7 separate regions of the Mus musculus genome follow, and regions 1, 2, 3, 4, 5 and 6 are each linked to region 7. The links are chromatin contacts, called in public promoter capture Hi-C maps. All regions are on one chromosome and are shown on one strand. Each heading gives the region's core, a stretch centred on a gene start, on an enhancer-like site or on the middle of the called end of the contact. The rest is flanking DNA. Distances are from core to core; before and after follow the strand shown. Region 1 overlaps Wwox (WW domain-containing oxidoreductase). Region 2 overlaps Wwox (WW domain-containing oxidoreductase). Region 3 overlaps Wwox (WW domain-containing oxidoreductase). Region 4 overlaps Wwox (WW domain-containing oxidoreductase). Region 5 overlaps Wwox (WW domain-containing oxidoreductase). Region 6 overlaps Wwox (WW domain-containing oxidoreductase). Region 7 holds the start of Dynlrb2 (dynein light chain roadblock-type 2).

Evidence for each region. Promoter capture Hi-C pulls out the DNA fragments that hold promoters and counts their contacts.
Region 1: a contact with region 7 is called in a promoter capture Hi-C map of liver, with 7 times the contacts expected there. The contact joins the enhancer-like site here to the promoter of Dynlrb2 in region 7. A contact is called at or near these places in 17 of 39 promoter capture datasets (the 3T3-L1 cell line, 3T3-L1-derived adipocytes, the C10 cell line and 11 more).
Region 2: a promoter capture Hi-C map of liver shows a contact between it and region 7, with 5 times the contacts expected there. The contact joins the enhancer-like site here to the promoter of Dynlrb2 in region 7. A contact is called at or near these places in 7 of 39 promoter capture datasets (cranial neural crest, embryonic stem cells, hippocampal neurons and 3 more) and 1 of 9 other capture datasets (liver).
Region 3: a promoter capture Hi-C map of pre-B cells shows a contact between it and region 7, with 6 times the contacts expected there. The contact joins the enhancer-like site here to the promoter of Dynlrb2 in region 7. A contact is called at or near these places in 10 of 39 promoter capture datasets (the 3T3-L1 cell line, embryonic stem cells, frontonasal cranial neural crest and 6 more) and 1 of 9 other capture datasets (embryonic stem cells).
Region 4: a contact with region 7 is called in a promoter capture Hi-C map of liver, with 6 times the contacts expected there. The contact joins the enhancer-like site here to the promoter of Dynlrb2 in region 7. A contact is called at or near these places in 7 of 39 promoter capture datasets (the 3T3-L1 cell line, embryonic stem cells, hippocampal neurons and 3 more) and 1 of 9 other capture datasets (liver).
Region 5: a promoter capture Hi-C map of liver shows a contact between it and region 7, with 5 times the contacts expected there. The contact joins the enhancer-like site here to the promoter of Dynlrb2 in region 7. A contact is called at or near these places in 14 of 39 promoter capture datasets (the 3T3-L1 cell line, 3T3-L1-derived adipocytes, the C10 cell line and 8 more) and 3 of 9 other capture datasets (embryonic tail, embryonic trunk and liver).
Region 6: a contact with region 7 is called in a promoter capture Hi-C map of hippocampal neurons, with 5 times the contacts expected there. The contact joins the enhancer-like site here to the promoter of Dynlrb2 in region 7. A contact is called at or near these places in 5 of 39 promoter capture datasets (the HPC-7 cell line, cranial neural crest, frontonasal cranial neural crest and 2 more) and 1 of 115 datasets of contacts at active chromatin or transcription factors (embryonic stem cells).

The regions. Positions count from the first base shown.
Region 1 is chr8:114,534,462-114,537,161 of GRCm38.p6, reverse strand. The region is part of intron 5 of Wwox (WW domain-containing oxidoreductase); the gene reads right to left. Among named protein-coding and RNA genes, the nearest start is that of Gm16116, 61 kb to the left of the region's middle. Within about 2 kb of position 1,396, at least 6 of the 459 cell types and tissues checked have an H3K27ac peak or open chromatin away from gene starts, as enhancers often do. A contact at or near this core is called in liver, where this site is marked.
Region 2 is chr8:114,567,356-114,570,055 of GRCm38.p6, reverse strand. All of the region lies in intron 5 of Wwox (WW domain-containing oxidoreductase), which reads right to left. Among named protein-coding and RNA genes, the nearest start is that of Gm16116, 28 kb to the left of the region's middle. Within about 2 kb of position 1,330, at least 11 of the 459 cell types and tissues checked have an H3K27ac peak or open chromatin away from gene starts, as enhancers often do. A contact at or near this core is called in liver, where this site is marked.
Region 3 is chr8:114,881,028-114,883,727 of GRCm38.p6, reverse strand. The region is part of intron 8 of Wwox (WW domain-containing oxidoreductase); the gene reads right to left. Among named protein-coding and RNA genes, the nearest start is that of Gm39257, 79 kb to the left of the region's middle. Within about 2 kb of position 1,422, at least 79 of the 459 cell types and tissues checked have an H3K27ac peak or open chromatin away from gene starts, as enhancers often do. A contact at or near this core is called in pre-B cells, where this site is marked.
Region 4 is chr8:114,772,999-114,775,698 of GRCm38.p6, reverse strand. The region is part of intron 8 of Wwox (WW domain-containing oxidoreductase); the gene reads right to left. Among named protein-coding and RNA genes, the nearest start is that of Gm16118, 66 kb to the right of the region's middle. Within about 2 kb of position 1,393, at least 58 of the 459 cell types and tissues checked have an H3K27ac peak or open chromatin away from gene starts, as enhancers often do. A contact at or near this core is called in liver, where this site is marked.
Region 5 is chr8:114,750,524-114,753,223 of GRCm38.p6, reverse strand. All of the region lies in intron 8 of Wwox (WW domain-containing oxidoreductase), which reads right to left. Among named protein-coding and RNA genes, the nearest start is that of Gm16118, 44 kb to the right of the region's middle. Within about 2 kb of position 1,298, at least 8 of the 459 cell types and tissues checked have an H3K27ac peak or open chromatin away from gene starts, as enhancers often do. A contact at or near this core is called in liver, where this site is marked.
Region 6 is chr8:115,005,672-115,008,371 of GRCm38.p6, reverse strand. The region is part of intron 8 of Wwox (WW domain-containing oxidoreductase); the gene reads right to left. Among named protein-coding and RNA genes, the nearest start is that of Gm39257, 46 kb to the right of the region's middle. Within about 2 kb of position 1,406, at least 12 of the 459 cell types and tissues checked have an H3K27ac peak or open chromatin away from gene starts, as enhancers often do.
Region 7 is chr8:116,503,566-116,506,265 of GRCm38.p6, reverse strand. Dynlrb2 (dynein light chain roadblock-type 2) reads right to left here and starts at 1,251. Exons shown (of 4, transcript NM_029297.1): 1 at 1,217-1,251. The coding sequence starts at 1,219.

The DNA.
Region 1 (2,700 bases), core at 147-2,646, 2.0 Mb after region 7:
TGGCCAATTAATATTACAAATTCACCATGGAGAAATGCTTCCAGCTCCCAAGGAATAAACTGCTGAACATCACAATTCCGCCTTGTAACAATGGGCCGACCTCTCCAGGGCTATAAATACGATGCAGCGGACTGATTAAATGGCAGGAGGAGCTGTTCACTGGTCGTCTCTCTCCAGGGTTGACACTTGGCCTATGCCTAAAGTTAACAGGTACTGCCAGTGACGTGTCTGCAGAAGAGAAATGTCGTTTCACCCTTTCTTTACGAAGAAGTTGACTGTTACTCGCCATGTCTTTCCTCCCCACCTTCCTCACAGCTAGTGATCGGCACATGCTTTATATGACATGAAAGATTCTAGACATGTTATCCTAAGCTCTGTTGTACCTAGTGGGGCTTTTCCCCCACCTCCCTTCCTTGCCCCCTCCCTTCCTCCTCACTCTCAGCCCATGCTGTCACAGCTAAACTCACTTCTAATAAGGCACAGGTGGGCCCCTGGCCCTGAATAAAATTCATGTTGGTAATGAGCTGCAAAACTCTTGGCTTCCCTTAAGCTTTCTAAGAGAAGAGACAGTGTTGCCCCCTTGGCCCTCTTGGATCTGGCTGGCTTCTTTCCCTGTGGCCATCTTAGCCCTCAAGCAGAGAAAACAGGGCCATTGTTCCAAGCCACGCAGTGACTTTTGGTGAATTGTCAATGTTCTGCACTCGTGCCTGCAAAGGGAGGGCAGTGGAGTGAATCTGTGGGATGTTTGGGGACCTCGTGGACCTTGACCTTTCTTTTCTTGGCAGAAGCTCTAAGGCCCACTCCCCTGGAATCCTTCTTTATGCTGCTGGCTTGGAAGACAGGGAAAGTGTTAAGGAGAGAGATTAGGTATTAAGGAGACACGGTGTGCAGTGATAAATTACCTAAACTGAATACACGGAGTCTGCTGCGCCAAGAAGGCCCTGAAGGAAGGCCAGACCTGTAGGAATGAGAGTATGAAATCAAAGAGAAATGTGTCAAAAACAAATGACAAACTTTCCCACTGTGGGGTCGCACAGGAACACCAGCTGGGGTGAGCCGTCAGTTGGCTGCAAGGTGTGCACTGTGCCTTGTGTCTTCTCATTTCCAGAGAAGCTGATCAGCAGCCGTGGGTTCCCAGATCCCCAGATTGGAAAGGAACTGAGAAGCCGTTCCTGCCTCTCTGTGGAGGAACTCACGTCTTTACCTGATCCCTTTTCTTTACTTCATGCACTCAAAATACCTTCTGAAGGGAGACAAAGTTTTGTTTCCTGGTCCTGCTCTTAATTCACAGCTCACCGAATTAAGTACTTTACCAAGTCCCTCACATCTCACACAAACCAGCTACACGGGAGGTTCTAGGCCTGTTTATAACACAACATTGCCCCTTGTTCTTCGTATCTCAATAATGAAATCTTTGTGTTTTATGAAAGTTCGGCCACTCTGTGCAAAGGGCAGTTTGCTCCAGTACAAACAGAAATCAGAGAAAATAGGAAAACCCCGCCAAACCCTTTCATCTCTGCTTGCCAAGCAGGTGAATTAATAAGGAGCACATTTGAGATTTATTTTCTTTAAGCTCCAACAGTAAAGAATGTTCCAAAGTCGTTCTCAAAGCTCTGGAGATTTTAAAAATTCAAATGAATCAAACTTAACTTGCTGGTATAATGTATAATAAAGCCAGTTCCGGGGCTTACCTGCTCAAAGATACACTCGCTGTACATTTAGATGAGAAAAAGAAATTAAGGAGTCTAAACATACACGGCATGAGATGGCCAAAATTAAGTAAATTAAAAGTGTTTTCAATAAAGGTTTCTAGCTTCAGGTAATAAAGTCGAGGTTCTCAATAGATAGTTTCAATCCTGGTGTTAGGCTGAGCCCAAAAGAACCTACCAGGGTGTATGGAAGGAAGGGAGGGAAGGAAGGAGCAAGGGAGGGGAGGACAAGATCACCCCCACCCTGCCGTGCAGCTGAGACGCCTTCGCTCACACTCTAGCATGGAACTGGTTATTGTCCCAGCCCATTCGCTGCCTCAGCACTTGTCAGGTGACCTGTAAACTTTTCAATACTATGGGACACATAAGCGGCCTTCTTATCCCTACACGTCTTATGGAAGAAAACACTAAGCTCATTTTAAATTAATATTTTCAATTGTCCACAGATAATCAAAGGTTAAAATATCCACAATGTAAGACTACTGAGTTCAACGGGCTGGTAAAAACGGAACAGGAAACTTTGATTTCCAAGTTCCAATCTGGGGGGGGGGGGGGGGGGAGGAGATCAACGGCAGACTGCTAAGAGAGCAGAAGAATTTACAGAGGTGTGGGGGACTTGTCTATCACAGTAACTCCTGTCCTAGAGTTGGGGCCAAACGCTGTAACTATCACAAGTGGTTGTTCAGTTTGGTTATTACTGCAACTGAACAAGCATGGTTTACTTTGAAAACTTGTGTGGGGGACAGTAAAACTCGATATAGCAGTGTGTGCAATCAGAATAAGGTAATGCTATAATTTCTGCTTAGATTGATGTTTCCATAATAAAGCACACAGGATTCACAGATATCAAATATAACTGCCCCCTCCCCAAATTAACCCCCAACTAAAAAACATACTGAGCAAAACCATAGCACACTCTATGCACCCGTCTCAAATAAACTTGTATAAACACGCTACGTGTCGGCACATGCCATTGGAGAACCCATCATAA
Region 2 (2,700 bases), core at 81-2,580, 1.9 Mb after region 7:
CGGGGTGGCCCCACCCATAATGGGCTGGGCCCGCCCACATCAATCACTAATTAAGAAAATGTTTGCCATACAGCCCAATCTTACGGAGGTATTTTCTCAACTGGGGTTCCTTCCTCTTTGATGACTTTAGCTTGTGTCAAGGTGACATAAAACTAGCTCACTGGAGTACAGGCTTGTTTCATTCTCATCTGTACCCCCAAAGCCTTAAAAACTGGCTAAGACCTTTGGAACCAGCTGTCAGATTCACCAAATGCTAACTTTGCATTATATATGTATGTATATCAAACAGGTAACTTCAAGTTATATATGTCCACTCATCCACACGCACACATTATAACAATATACAAAATTAACATAACATCTCCCTTGTCTTGCAATGGCTTTCTTAGGGCTTTTGTGAAATGCATGGTATTTTACCTGTGAGGTTGCTATAATGGAACTCAACTGTTAAATTGAGTTGAGTTGCCTTAAGTTGTTTTATTCCCCTCGGGTATGTCTCTATATATAATCATCCTAAAAAGGAAACATTTTTAAAACATTTCACAGAAGCAGGGTGTGGTATCCCATGCTTGTAATCCTAGCACTCAGGAGGCTGAGGCAGGAGTATGAACTTAAGACCAAGTTGAGCTATGTCTCAAGGCCCTGTCCACTTAAATTCTACAGTTTTTCTCTACCCACTGTGTGTTTTACTTTGTCATAAGAAAAATCCATGTCTTCAAAAGTACAATAAAGTTTTTGTTCTTGGTCATCTCTTCTCTAATTACAAACTTTAATGTTTCTAAATACTGTTTTTTGTTTATATGACCTTTGACATTTTTATCATTGCCCCTCCCCCCTTCCACTCTCACTTGTTGATTTGCGGGCGCTGTTTATTTATTAAGTGGATTAAATATCTGAACTGCCAGCCAAAAATAATTGTTACCGGCTCAAACACATACTTACCAACATAATTCAATATCATGCGTCTATTATTAATGTGGTGCTAAATGACTTTATGAGTTCTTAAGGATTCTTGTTTTTGGCACATTTGAAGTCAGGAATGAGACGTTCCTGGTGTTTCCACGTGTGAGCCCCAGCAACTGTGCCCAGGCCAAGCTCGTGGTTGGAGCTGACAGGGGAGGGAACCCCGTAAAGGGGAGATTTGTGGGGTGTGATAATGAGGTGAGTCGTTATGTTCTAACTGGCCTTAACTGTTCCATAAATGTTTCTTTTACCCCGTAAACTTTAAGGTCAAGATAATAGGCAGAGTTGGAGTGAGGAAAGCTATACAGGCCTTGGCTGGGAGCTCGCCTGTGCTTAGAGAGCCAGGAGAGCAGGGTTACTGTTTAACCGCCCAGTGAACACACAGGTGGAAATTTTCTTCTCTGGTCCGACTGACAACCTCAGCTCGAGGACAAGCTGGGTGTATCACGCCCGTCACAGACAGCTCCTGGGAACCCCGTGGGCCACCAAGCCTCCGAGGAGGGTTTGTCTTATCCTCTAAGGCACAGCCAGGGAAAATGTGCTGTGAGCTCAGCTTCATAAACCTACTTTTCCAGAAAGCAAGTGCATGGACCTGGGGGAGTGGCGGGGGTGGTTAACGGATGGGTCAGGGTGTTTGCCATGCAGGTGTGAGGACCCGAGTTCGGATCCTCAGGACCTTCATCAGACTCGATGTGGGAGTGTACCTCTGGAATCCCAGCATTTTAGGGGGAAATGGGAGGAAGCCAAAGGAGAAGCCACTGAAGCTCACTGGCCAGCCAGCCTGGTATACGCAGCAGTGAAGAACAAGAATTCCTGTCTCAAAGGACGTGGAAGGTGAAGGCTGGCACTTGAGGCTCCCCTTTCACCTCACCACCCCAAAGTGTGTCGTGACACACACTTTTATTCTCACACACAGAGATAATTTTTTTGTTATTTTTTTTTTAAAGCAAGAACTTCCCAGTGATGATTTTTCTCTCCACACCATCTGAGATTCAGCAATACCAAAGTGGAAAAAAAGAAAGGTCCCCATCAAAGCGTCAGTGAAGCTATATCCAGGTTACCTACCTGGCCTGTAACTTAATCCTCTTCTAATCCCAGAAAATGAAGAGCTAACAATCTGGGGCAGGATTTACAGGCACATTAAATTAACAGAATGATTCTCCCATAGCAGCTATTAATACTGCAATATGAATAGGGTTTCTTTTTTTCCGCCTACAAGTGGCTAATATAATTTTTAAAACTTCCTTCAAATATCATTAGCGAGTGAGAAATCGATGGGTTATTGGCTGGTGTGAGAAACATTTTCAATATCGAGAGCCACGCCACTAAAATAAAACATTTTTAATTATATGAAAAGCATTTTATTAATAGGCAATTTAGAATGCCGGAGGTGGTAGGTACCCAAGAGTCTGCAGGACCTCAGACCGGGACACAGGAGAACCTGGGTTCACATGCAGGCTGGAGGTCCTAGGAAATGCAGTAGCAGCAGGTGGAATTTTATATACATTGTTTCCAACTTGAGAATGTAACAAGCAGCGACCTGACCCAGGATGAGTTAACAGGGAGGTGCGACAGCTGCTGTAGACCCTGTCTCAAAAAGTAAAAAGATGACTGATAGTGTAGTTCAGTGGTAAAGCCCTTGTCCAGCAAGCCTTAGGCTGACATGTCAGTGCTGTCAGAAAGAAAGACAGATAGGCCATGGATCCAAGCCTCGGCCCCACACAGCACTCCAAGACA
Region 3 (2,700 bases), core at 173-2,672, 1.6 Mb after region 7:
GTAAACGAAAATGAAGTCACTGTTTGACAGCTTAACATTCTTACTCTTGTATCTGGAGTGTGTCTTGAGTGGTGGAGTCACCCAACAATGTACTGAATTTAAGAAGGAAACCCAATGTATCCCCCCCCCCCTCAAAAACAAAAACACCCAAAAAATCCTCTTTTTTGATTTTTCCAATGGCCATAAGGTCCCTGCTCTGCCTTGGCCCTGACCACACAGCTCAATCGGAGAAAACCACTGTGTTTCTGGAACCCAGGGCAACTGTCCTTAGAACTAACAGGAGTTTACTCAGTTTGCTAATGAACCGTCATGTGACCTTGAACAGGATCATGTGAGTATGCTCTCTCTCTCTCTCTCTCTCTCTCTCTCACACACACACACACACACACACACACACACACACACACACACACACATTACCTTTCACAAGCTTTGGTTTTCTCATGTACAGAATGACAGGATAATTCCGACCCCACAGATTTGATGGGAGGGTCCTACAAAATGATCTATGGGGACTGTTGGAACCAGGGCCTCCCATCTGCCACGTTGATGCCCTGCCTGAAGTTCCGTGGGTTGGAGCAGGTGACGACAGAAGGCCTCCAGGGGCCTTGGGGCTCTCAGCTGAACCGGCTCTCGGTTCCCAGTCCCTATTCCACTCCCACCGTACCACCCAATAAACAACAAATACGCACATCGGACAGCAGGCTGGTTCTTCAGCCTCAGTCTGTCTACCACTAAAATGGGTTTTCTATTTAGCCCAGGGCTGCTAGAAGCTGATAAAGGACAAGAAGCCTGCTACAGCAGGAAATTAACTCTCCACCACCTCTCCAGAGGAACTCCAGAGTTCTTTTACAGTCCTTTCACTATGGAGGCGGTGAGTAGGAAGAGAGAGGAAACAAAAAAGCTGCCCAGTTCCAGTTCTGATGCACTTTATTGTAACTGGATTCGCTCCAGTGCCCTGCCCCCCTCCTCCCTCCCCCCTCTCCCCTCCAGCCTGCATTGGGGCACCTGGAAAAGTCATGGCCATCCATCTGGTGTCAAGTGGCACCAATCTCTGCATTCTGTGAGAGTCAATTGCAATTAACAGGGCCATTCAGGAAACGGCAGGTACAGCCCAGACAAAGGCAGCCCAGACAGATCTTATCAGAGCCCAAGGCCGGCAGGACTGTCCCTTTCTGAAGCTGCCTGCCTGGGAGAAAACCCTGGAAGAAAGGAAGGAAGGAAGGAAGGAAGGAAGGAAGGAAGGAAGGAAGGAAGGAAGGAAGGAAGATGGGAAAGGACAGTGAGTCATAAGGAGGAGGCAGCGAGATTCAAGAAAAGCAAGCCAGACTCCAGCAAGCTCTTGGGCTCAGACACTGACAAACCCCAGCCACCAGGGGCCTTCAGCAAGTCACTCCACCCTTGCCAGCCAGCTTCAGAGCTGCAGGTGGCCCATCTATTAATAGGGACTACAAACGGCACCTTCCTCATCTTGAAACTGTCTAGAGGAGACATGCTGAGGGCGGTGTTTACTGTAAAGGATCAGGAGAGCTTGAGAGTGGTGGGAGAGCTCTGGAGAGCGAGCGTGCCTGTGTGTGTGTGTGTGTGTGTGTGTGTGTGTGTATTAGCAGAGCAGGTGTCTTGGAGAGAAGCCACATACCACACAGGCACTGGGTGAGCCTGCTGGATGCCACCTGTTCCACCCTGTCCACTTGGGCCACAGGGAATCCTCTGCCCATGCAGAAGAAAAAAAGCTCTAGAAAGCAGCCAGTCTTCCATTTAGGGAATCTGGTGACTAGCCTGCCTGCACCATCAGGGGGAAGGGGCTGATCGCCATAGGGCAACAAGGAGGATCAGGTAGAATCTGGTGGCAGTGGTAGGCACTCAAGGCATGTGATTCACTTTCTGTCAGCCCACATTCCTCGGTACCCTTCAGGGCCAGGGGAGTAAGCTCAAGCCCAGTAGGTACCTAACTAGGGCCAGAGGAAGAATGGGCCCCCGACCAGGCCTTGGCTCTGACTGCGTGAAGCAGTTATCACAGGGTGGCCTGGAGGTTGAAGGCCTTCTGCACCCTTTTCTGTGGAGAGGGTGGGGCATGTCTTCCCCGTTTTACTTTCCAGGCTAAGTGGCCTGTTCTTGTCACCGTCTGTCGTTGGGCACTTATTTTGCAAGGATGCTTTGAATTTCAGAAATATGGAGTTTTTAAAAATCCACCAATTATCATTTTTCGGTGTGTCTTTGTGTGTAAGAATGTTTGTGTGTGTGTGCACAAGTGCCGGTGCATGTGAACGTCTATGCACATGCATGTGGAGGTCAGAGGTCAATCTTTGGTGCTCATTCTCAGGCCATGAGCCTCCTTTTTCTTCTGAGACAGGGTCTCTCGCTGGCTTTTAACTTGTCTAGTAGGCTAGGCTGGCTGCCCATGATCCCTCTGAGCCTCCTATCCGCACCTCCCTATGCTGCCCTTACAGCCACACCACCCTTGGGTTCTGGATGTCAACCACTGTTTCCCCAGTTTCCATTAATCAGAAAGGTTAAAGGGAGTCTCAGAGCAGGAGTAAAGAGGTTCCCTTCCAGTAAGCAAAAGGAGCTGGGGTGATCGGGTGAGGGGTGGGGGAGGTGGGGGTGGGGGGTGGGGAGCAGCCACCACATTTTCTAACAGGAAGAGAAAGAAACCACAGAAGCAAAACATCATTGAATCGGGAGCCTGTTTATTCCAAA
Region 4 (2,700 bases), core at 144-2,643, 1.7 Mb after region 7:
GAGGGTGCAGCTGGGACACATCTACAAGACGGGAACCAGAGTACCCTGGCACTTGTCCGAGACGGGGCCTGTTGGTTGCCTTTGCCAGTTGTATCTGTGCCCCCCCCCCCCCCACGATGGTCAGTTGCTCTAAATAAATATCCGTGGTTCCTGGGCATAACTCAGACTTTGCATTTAAAATTAGATCTATAGTGGCTTGGCCAAAATTTGTGTGTGAGTGTGTGTGTGCACTCGAGAGTGTGCGTGTGTGCGTGCATGCGCGCGATGGGTATGTAGCTGCCTGCAGAGGCCAGAGGAGCATGTCAGAGTTCTTGGAGCTAGAGTTACAGGTGGTTATGTGCTGCCTACTACGGGAGCTGGAAAGCAAACGTGGGTCATTTAAAAGAAGAGCAATGAGCACTCTTGATGCTGAGCCACCTCTCCCGTCTTTGCTTTTTCTTCAGTACGGTTTTATATTTGTGTGCATTTGTAGTGTGTATATGTATGCGTGTGCACGTGATGTTCACACCAATTCCCCACAGAGTCAACATTAGATGTCTTCCTCTACTACTCTCTATACATGCCTTCCCCTACCCCTTTGATTCAGTATGCGCCATTTCAGCTCAGTTGGCTGCCAGGGACCCTAGGATCTGTCTCTATCTCTACCTAGGTTTCCTCAGCTGGAGCCAAGTGCTCAGCCTTCTTAAGTGGGTTCTGGAGATCTGACCTCAGGTTCTCATGCTTATTCAGCAAACAATTTACCTGCTGAGCCACCTCCCCAATCCTTTCAAAATTAATTTATATTCAGATATTATTACCGTTACTTGTTCCTTTAAACAGAGCAGCACACAGAGAAATCGCTAGTGTTCTCTTCTATCAGAACACGGGCTGGTCCAGCCTACACATTTGCTCATGGTTGGGTGGACAGGTAGCAAGCAATGCTATCTGGGCTGACCTCTTCATCTGAGATCACCTTGTCTTCGTTAGAAGAATCTTGCTTCTCCTGTGTGTTCCACAGTGGTACAGAACAGACAGGGCCCGAGTCTTACTGTAGAACAGGCCTCTGGTAAGTTATAATTAATCAGCTTCAACCTTCTAACAGGAGCCAGCTGGTGAACGTGACATTGCTGGAACTGGACAGGTGTGGCAGTGAGACACACGGTCCCTTGCCGGTCACAGGGTATTCCAGTAGGTGGGTAGGACTGGGGAGATTCTGAGCGCCCACCTCTGAGGACTGGACAGAGTAAAATAAAAAAAGAGTGAAAGATTCCCTTTCATTTTTTTCTTCTTCTCTTTCTCAGGTTAATATGAAATTTTAGGAGCACAGGAGCGAGACTTCCGGCTCGACAGAGCGGCTAAGTCACCGAGCCGACTTTTCTCTGAAGCAAAAGCGATGTACAATGTTGATGTGTGCCAAGAACTCACTTGGGCATGGGGCCAAGAGAATGCGGCCTGTCAGTCGTCCGTGGGGGAACGAGAGAGCAGGGAGTCCAAGCACATTTGGAGAGATGCCTTACAGTTCTGAGGCAGCCTTTTCACGTCCACAGAAGCCCTGCCCCCCCCCCCCCCACCCAAACTCGAAACCTCTTGTTTCTGGCTCTGGGAGGCAGCTGTTGGCGAAGACATACCTCTTTGGCAAACCAACGTCATCCTCAAGCAGACCCTGTGGTGTGAGGGGTCTGGAAGGGGCCAGGCCAAGGTGGTAAACCTTCCTACCAGATCATCTCTTGTCTCTTGCATTCAGCCAAGGCAATGTGCTCTGCAGAGCCAACCCTTGCCTGTCTCAGAATCATGACTTGCTTGTGACTAAGTAGAGGCTGAATCGGCACCCTGATCCCCCACACCCCCCCACACCCCCCAGAGCCCTGGAGTCCCCTCCACACCCCCCCCCCAGCCCTGGAGTCCCCTCCACCCGCTCTTTACAAAATCAGTTCATCTGGGTAATTTTTAAAGCGCAGCACGTGGGCCAGCTGGAATTGTTTGCCTCTTCCTGGCCAAATGTTTGGGGCGCCTTCCAGCCTTCAGTCTACATGCTGTGTGTGTGTGCTAGCAAGATCTGGAAGGCACGTCCAGGACTGGGAAGGAGGGTGTTGCTGACCGCAGGACCCGCCAACTTCCCTAGGCAGGAATGAGAAAGAAGCCTGCTCTTTTTAGGCAAGCCACTGTCAGGCAACACTGTCAGGCAGTGATTCTCTGGGCTTGGATATTAATGCTCACATTCACTGGCTTCTGAGCTAAACCCCCCATCCCAGATCCTTAAAAAGAGAAGATGATTTTCCAGGGAAAGGAGTGTGTGTGTGTGTGTGTGTGTGTGTGTGTGTGTGTGTGTGTGTGTGTGTATGTGTGTGTGTGTGTGTGTGTGTGAGCTTATTTATGCTGCTCTTATCCAGAACAGGGCTGATAGGAAAGTCACTGGACAAGGGTCTGCCTGGCAGGATGCTGCCTGCCTTCCTTCTAGAAAGCAGGCTACTTAGATAAGGTGCAGTAGTGGCAGAAGTCGCCTTGAACACTTGGCAAGTGTGTTCATTTAGAAGGAAATAATACAAAGAGAAGGGCAGAATATTCTGTCTGCCTCCTCCCTCCAGCCACGGGGAAGGTAGATAATTAGACTTCATTTACAATCCAGAGCTTTCAAAAATAAGACCTGTGTTGGTTATTTATTTATTTATTTTTAAAGATCTTTTAACTTTGAAGTTCTGGAGATTGGGGCGGGAAGCTGCC
Region 5 (2,700 bases), core at 49-2,548, 1.8 Mb after region 7:
AGTGTGAAAGACAGTCTTCCTTCACTTCACGCTCAAGAACGCGGCTTTCAGAATAGAATGGCCATTGTGAGCACAGTCACTTGCTCCTGAGGATCTCGGGTCTATTCCCTGCAGCTCGTTTTCGGCAGGAGACTGATGGGAAGGTGAGAAGCTGCCCCCGGGAGCTCAGCCTGCATCCGCTCTCGGTCTCCATGCAAACACCATTGTTTCCCAGCCTGATTATTATTAAATTGTAATGTGGACCCAGCCTCTGCTTAAGCACCCGCGATGATTAGACTACAAGTCAATTGTGGGTAACACGCAGATATAAATGCGGCTAATAAGTTTTACTGTAATGATTAATCAATTTATGAATACATTATTTAAGCTAATAGCTCAGGTAGGGTATCTTAAACAAGTTACAGAGCGCATCGACCAATTCAAACTCCAGCTGCCGGATCAATAACAAACTGTAAGTAAACTCTGGGGGGGTAAGCACACTAGCAAAAAAACAAAAAAAAAAAAAAAAAAAACAAAAAAAAAAACAAAAAAAAAACGCAAACAAAAGAGTCTTAGAGGAAGAATGAAGAAAACATACAATACTTTCAATTTGAAGACAGATGCACAATACTTTAACATATGCCAAAGATTAAAGGGAAAAGATTACAAAATTATATCACTGCAAATTTTGTTGCTGTGACAAATTAAAAGCAGTTCATACCAGAAACACACACAGGTGCAGACCGGTGAGCACACAGGCACCATGCATTGACAGTGATGTTGATTCTTTAAAGTAATGAAGCCTTGGGCTCATGTCACTGTCTGTTTATCTATAGCTGTCCCTTTAATGGGAAAGGAAAAAAAAAGTATGCTCAAAAAGTAGGACCAGCAAATTTTACTGAACGGGAGCCATCTTCCAGCACAGTCAAGGGACACCTGCTCTTCTCCAGCCAGACATCTCCCCTGGTGCCAACCAACCACAGCGAGTTTTGTAACAAAGCAAACCTTTATATCATAATGCTGTCCCATAACTTTTTTTTAAATTAGGGCTAATTAATGTGAGTTTAATAAATAAACCAAAAAGGGCCTTAATTTCCAAAGGTGGGCTATTTCATCAGAGCTTCAAGCGATGGTGCATTTTAAAAAATTAATTAGTATCTTGTGCGATCGGCCACACGTTATTGAATAAGTAACAGCGGCTAAGTGAAACAGATGAAATATTGGTAAGCGATGCAGCCACAGTATAAGTATGTGCAGTGGGTCAGAGGTTAATCCCTATTGATTTTCCAAGTCTGCGTACAGCACCGCTGGGAAAGACCGGTTCAGTTGGCAATCAGCTAGCACAAATACATTATAAATCTTACTGTCCGCCTCCACTGACCACTGTCACTTACTTCAGTTGCTAAAGACCATTAAAAAAAAAAAACTACCCAAAAGGGGAGAGGAGGAATTCTACCCACTTTAAACAAAAAAGTAAACCTTGAGGGAGTCCCCGATACTGGACAAAACTTTTGGGGTGAGCATTGCTCAACACAGAGGCCCCTCTTCCCGTGGAGCTGGCTTCTCTCCCGGAAGGCAGAAACTACTATGTCATGCTCTTCAGGATAAATCCATTTCAAAGAGTCAACACAGACTATTGTTCCCTTAAGCTTCGACAGCAAACTCAAAGGAATTCCAAAATGCCTTTCCCATTTGAAGGTCTGGAGAGAAAGGGAAGAAGCCGGATCTTTTCATTGGGATTGTTTAAAGCACCTACAGGTTGGTTTTGCACTATAGAGCTCAACCTTTGAGCTACTAAACATGAAGCTGAATGCGAAGCCCTTCCCACGCAGGGAGACGCACTTCTAGGTGCTATTTTTATAAAGTGGTCCCCAACACGCGTAAGCTTCATTCCCTGCAGACTTAAGACACCCGCCCCCATCTCTGGAAATAACTTGACCACATGTATAGTTATGACTTCCCTTCTTTACTGAGACCGTATCATGGATCTTCTGTGTACCTGGCACTCTTGATAGATTCAGGATATGGATGAACAAGATGGGTCCTCCCCACCCCATCCACAAAGAGAGAGAGAGAGAGAGAGAGAGAGAGAGAGAGAGAGAGAGAGAGAGAGAGAGAGAGAGAGAGAGAGAGAGATACAACACAGTCCCGGGAAGTGTGTTGGTGCTGGCAGGCAGTCTGTCATTTACCAATGGTGTGACATCCAGCTGGCCATCAGACCTCCCTGAAACTTAATTTCCTTGCTTACAAGTGTACAGCAATACTATTATTTGCAACTTAAAAAAACTTAAAAGCACTTGATACAGGGATAAATATTCAGGGAGTGTTGGTTATTAAAAAGTTATTTGATGCCGAGCAAGAACATGAGTGAAGTTTTTCGACCTCTTCTTTGTAGGTGGGATTGTGACATTGTGGGGTACGAAGTGGCAGAATATCCATTGTCCCATGCCACACGGGCAGAGGTCTCCTGTCCCCCAGGTCACCACTTCTGAGAAACAGCATGGTGAAGGACATGCTTGCAAATTACTCTGTGGAGCTTTTTAAAAGTGCCCTCAAAAAGCATAAGGAAGCAAACTGTTATCAGAAATGCAGATGTTGGCTGGCTCAGCGTGAACCAGGCCAGGAGACATGGAGAACTCTTTGGGTAAAGATTGGGTCCTTTCTGCATGGAGACTGCAGGATTTTACTTTAAGACTCAAGCCCTAAAAGGATGCATGGGGA
Region 6 (2,700 bases), core at 157-2,656, 1.5 Mb after region 7:
CCGAATGTTATGGAAGATTTGACCTCCGCATTGGCATCAACCTACTTCAAATGGTAGGATCTACTGCAGAGGCAGCTGGACAGACCACTTACCCCCTGCCCCCCAAGACATCTTGGGGCTGCTTTGTACAATGTCTTAGGCCTCGGGTAGTGACTTGTTTGTTTCTGTCTAGTGATAATTTACTCCCGCTCGTGCAGGCTCATCTTGGTGATTTCTCACCATTGAATACAGGTCAGCAGGTGACTGAAAGCATTTTAAAGGCAAGAGGATGGCACAGTTTAGCAACTGGCACAGGGGGTTAAAGATGGGGCTTGGGGGATGGCCAAATGCATAAGGCAGTTGAGGCAGGGAAGTGAGAGGGCTGGGGCTCAGAACTCAACAACCTTGGTGCCAGCTGGGTAGGTAAGGTGGCCGTGGCTGCCTGTAATCCCAGTGTTTCAGAGACAGTTGGGATTTCCAGGACAAGCAAGCTCTCTAACGCTCGCTCCACTGCCAGCAAGACACCCTGCCTCAAAAGAAAGTGGAGAGATAGCGAGGTCAGCTCTTCGGGCCTCCACACACAAGTGCACACATTTGTTCCTGGGCATGAAGTGTGCCCATTCATATCTGAGCATGCACACGCTCGTAGGAGACGCACAAACACATGCAAAGAAAGAAAGAAAGAAAGAAAGAAAGAAAGAAAGAAAGAAAGAAAGAAAGAAAGAAAGAAAGAAAGAAAGAAAGAAAGAAAGAAAGGTTATCTTCTCCTCCAATCCAAAGACTCTGAGCCACCAAGTAAGAGCTATCCTGGCTCCTCTGTAGGAAAGCTGCATATGACATGTGACACATTGGAGCCTGACACACTGGCATTCGGTCATGCTTTCTTAATGTGACTCAGCTACATCTGCGTTCGTTATTATAACTCAGTGCCTAAGACATGGATATTTTTAAAGACAAAGGGCCAGGCTTTCGGTGGAAACGCCCCCGTCCTCCTTGTATTAAAAAAAAAAAAAAAAAGAGGCTCCTTCTTGTCTGGTCTACTTCAGTAATTGGCAGGATTTTGAGTAAGCTCTTTTAAAAGCCCTCCGTTTCTATTTTCACATTAAACACACTTGCAATATCTATTAAAAGCACAAACACTGAGGAACACACCAAGACTACCAATGAGGCTACATCTGGAGGCTCGGTTAAGACAGGAAGAATAGAGGGATCGCTCTTGTGTAGTTTTATGTCTGGGTATGTGGTGGGGGGAGGGGAGGTGCAGTGAGGGGGTGGGTGTCAATGCTACAAAAGAAAGGGGTGGACCCCTTCCTTCTTCCCTCTGACCCCTGTTCCAAATTTTCCCATGAACTAACTCTGTATCGGAGGGGGTCAACAGAAGAGGTCAATTCAGGATTTGATGACAACTAACTAACACTGGACTAGGCCTTCATCCGGGGGAGTCTTTATGCCGAGCCACAAAGACGAAGCAGAGCAGATGCAAGGATATTTCTATTCTGCTTGTTTTCTAGGATTCCTTTGCTTCATGACCCTTTGATGATTGACTGGTATCCCAGGGAGGATGCCTAAGGTCACACGGGGGACTCGGGAACATCTGGGAGAGGGCAAGGCCAGTGAGGGGGTTCAAGAGAGGGCCTCTAGGCCCTGAAGAGATCTTACAAGCCATTTTCAAGGTCACATTTGGGCAGGCAGCCAGATGTGTGAGCATGGACTTGCAGGGAGCCAGACAAGGGTCACTGGGAGCCTGGTGGAGGGGCTGCCGGCAGCTGCCCTTTGGCTCAGACACAGACGCGGAGCATCTAAAGCTCTTTCACCTCTTTCCAAATGCCTTTAGAAGGGCAGGGAGGGAAGGGAGGCTGGAAACTCGGGGGAAGAAGAAAGGGCTATCAGTCTGCTGAAAGCTTCTTCCAGAAACGCCCCCTGTTCCTACACACGTGTGTGTCTTGGATGAAAGTGCGTGTCCTGGGTTAAGGAGGATGTAGTTCAACATCTGAGATTTCGAACTGTAGCTGTCAGTCAAGGGTCCAGGAAGGAAGCAGTGGGGCACATTAGGATCTGGGGGGTACTAGGTAAGGACACTCCTTGCAGAGCTTGATTGTAGGGTTTTAGGACTGTGGGTGGTTTCCAGCGGGTATCCCAGGCTTCAAAGAGCAGGTATGGCTGAGGGGTGAGAAGTTTCTAGAAAGGGAGGCAGTCAATGCCACCTGGAGGGAATGAGCTTGGAGACTGGGGAAGCTGACTCTGCTTTGCTCTGAAGCCCTGGTGGTTAGCTCCTCTCGCTTTCCAGAAAGAGCGTGAGCAGTCAGTCTTCCAGGCAGGGCAACCAGGAGGACCTGGGGAGAGAGGCAGCTACTGTGTAGACTGCACACCAGTGAGAACTGGGGGCTTTGCCAGAATAAAGTGGAGCATATTTATCTTGTTGGTACCTGTTAGCAAAGAGCACTGGTGCTGGTGTGTGTGTGTGTGTGTGTGTGTGTGTGTGTGTGTGTAGGTCCTCTGGTTTTTGTCCTCATCTTCTACCTTGGTAAAGCCCACCTCTCCGTTGACTTTTGCTGTATGCTTCAGGCTCGCTGTCCTGTGACTTTCCAAGGACTCTTCTCTCTGCCTCCCAAGCCCCTACAGGAGCTGGGATTGAATGTTCCGCCTATGCATCTGGCTTTCATATAGGTTCCGGGGATTTGAACTCAGGCCCATAAGCTTGTGCAACAGGCATTGTTTTTA
Region 7 (2,700 bases), core at 2-2,501:
CCCACCACCAGGGCAGGTGTCTTTTGAGGAAATGTCAGGCTGGATTAGTGGCTTTCCTCATGGTGGACACTGGTAACATTTAATTTAGCATGTTCTTTAAACTACACCATGGCCCAAAGCTTGGAGAAATGCATCTGCAGAGGCCACCCCAGGTCACAAACGGGCTGTCACAAATAAAGAGGACTGTGAAAACAAAGGAAGAGAGCATATGTTTACATTTCAGTAACACGAAAGCTCTGAGCCTGAGGTGTCCTCTGGAAAGGAAAAGGAGACATCGCCAGTGACAGTAATAGCAAGAATCTGATAGTGCCAGGGACTTGTTTTGTCTCATACACAGCCTGGGACAAAACCAAAACCAAACCAAACCAAACACCAAAACCAAACAACAAACAAACCAACCCAACCGACCAACCAAGAAAACGCAAACCCCAGTAAATGTAGACATTTTTTTCTTGGGGTATCTCTCTGACACTTGGCATTTCTTGGTCTCCTTATGTCTGGCACAGAATACTCACAAACCAGCCCAGTTCTGATCGCCTTAGGGGCTCCTCAAAGTCACGGACCTCTCCTCCCTTCCTCCACTGCTCCTCTCAGCTCTCTGCTCCTCACCTTTCCTCTCCTCCAAGGTGGTTCTCTTCTGACTCCCAGACCCCTATTGCAACCTCCTGTGTCCCCAGGCCACTCCTGTGCCTCTCCTCCTCTCCCCTTCACTCTCCTTCCCTCCTCCTCCTCTCCCTTTCCCTTTTCTCCAACCCTTTTCCTTCGTTTCTTTCTCTCCCATCCCCTTCCTTCTCTTCTCTTCCCCTTTGCCTTTCTTTTTCCCTTTCCTTTTTTTTTCTCTCTTCTCTCTCCTTCCTTTTCTGTGCAGGCGAGGTTGGGGTAGCATCCCACCTTCCTCCCCGCGTTCTCTCTCCATTCCTCGCCCCCCCTCCTAGTTTTTATTTCTTCCCTCTTTGTCTCTTACTCATCTCCCAGCCCCCTTCCCATTTTTTTGTTCTCCTGGTCTCCTTCTTTCTCAGCTTGGGATCTTTCTTTCTTTCTCCACCTCTGTCATAGCTCTTTGCAAACTTTTCTGGCTCCCAGATTCATCTCAACACCTCCCGTTTTTTCAATAGCGCCCTTTCCAGCTGTCATCCAGTAAATGGTGAGACCCTCCCAGGACAGCTGTGCACATGAGTCTCCCCCTCTACCCTTCTAGACAAGAACTCAGATTTACCATCGCGCCTGTGGGACAGCTCCTGGCTCAAGTCTGAGTTGCAGTTTCTGTGGATGTCAACAACGCTTCCCCCGTTGCTAGGCAACCAGGCAGGAAGTGGCTTTCTGAAAGCTATGGGCTGCGCCTGCGCAACGGTTAGGCTGTTTCTGAAGCCGGCTTTTCCGCCCTGCATGTGGCAGGTTGCTTTGCAGCCTAGCAAAAGAAGGCAGGCACGGACGTTCCTTCCCAGGAACCTCAAGGCGATGGGGTCGTGGCAGGATACAGTCTCTCCTGGGTTTAACTTTTCTTCTTTTTCATGCTTTCTGGAGATGTGGCCGGCACTTGTCCCTGAGTCAGGCAAGTGTAGGTAGCCACTTGACCGCCCCCACGTGAGATATATGATACACACATGGGTGCCAATAATACCATCCTGAGATATAGAACTATCCATGTGGGAAACAATAACACACTGTGGATATGGTAGCACGCAGGGAAGGTGCTCATGTCCTAAAACCAACCGATTTCACTTTATCTCTGAGAATTTGGTACTAGAGCTGAGCCGATCTAGAAAGGGTTTGTTCTGCTGCTGTGATAAACAAACAAACAAACAAACAAAGAGCAACTTCGAGGAGAAAGGGTTCCGTCTAGCTTACAATTCCAGGTCGCAATCATTGTGGGAAGGCAAGGCAGGAGCTTGAAGAATCTAGTTAGATCCACACTCAGCAGGGGGAGAGAATGAGAGAGGGGGGAGGGGGAGAGGGAGAGGGAGAGAAAGGGAGGGAGCGATAGAGGAGGGAAAGTAAGAAAAAGCAGAAGAGAAAGAGGGAGGAAGGAAGAAAGAAGGAAGAGGAGGAAGCCTTTATCCACAGCTGTGATGGGAGGCAAGCAGGATTCCAGCAGGAGCAGCTCTGGCAGGAGAACAACAGCTCAGAGAGAAGTGGCCAAAGTGACTTCCAACCAGCAGTAAAGTCTGATTCTGCGCATAGGGAATCAATGGGGGAGAACGGGAGCCACTTTCTCCTCATCGACCTTTCCCTCCAATGATTTCTCGGAGGTAGCTTGGTTTAATTTTGATGCCTTCTCTTTGGGGTGGGACTATGATGGATATCCAAGGTGGTGCTTTATAAAGCGCCTTGAAGGAATCCAACATGTTCTCGGGCCCCGTCCTAGGTACTGGGAATTCTTTCCACCCCTTCCACCACCTCCCAACTCTCCCCCTTCCTTTAAATTCATGCTAAGTGCTAAATAACCTTCAACTCCACTGAAAGTGTTAGTTACTAAAACTTGCAAGCACTTGGAAAAACCAAACCGTAGGCATATTTTACTCTTCCTTGCCCTTAACTGTCAAAAACCAGAACTTCCTTCCCAACAAGAGGGGGTCTCTCTTGTTTGTTGACTGTCTCCATTCTGATAGAATCGCAGTAATGCTGTGACCTTGAGTTTCCCCTTGGTATCTTATTTACTTTTCTATGTAGCTTTGGCACTCTTTTGGCAACCATTGAGTT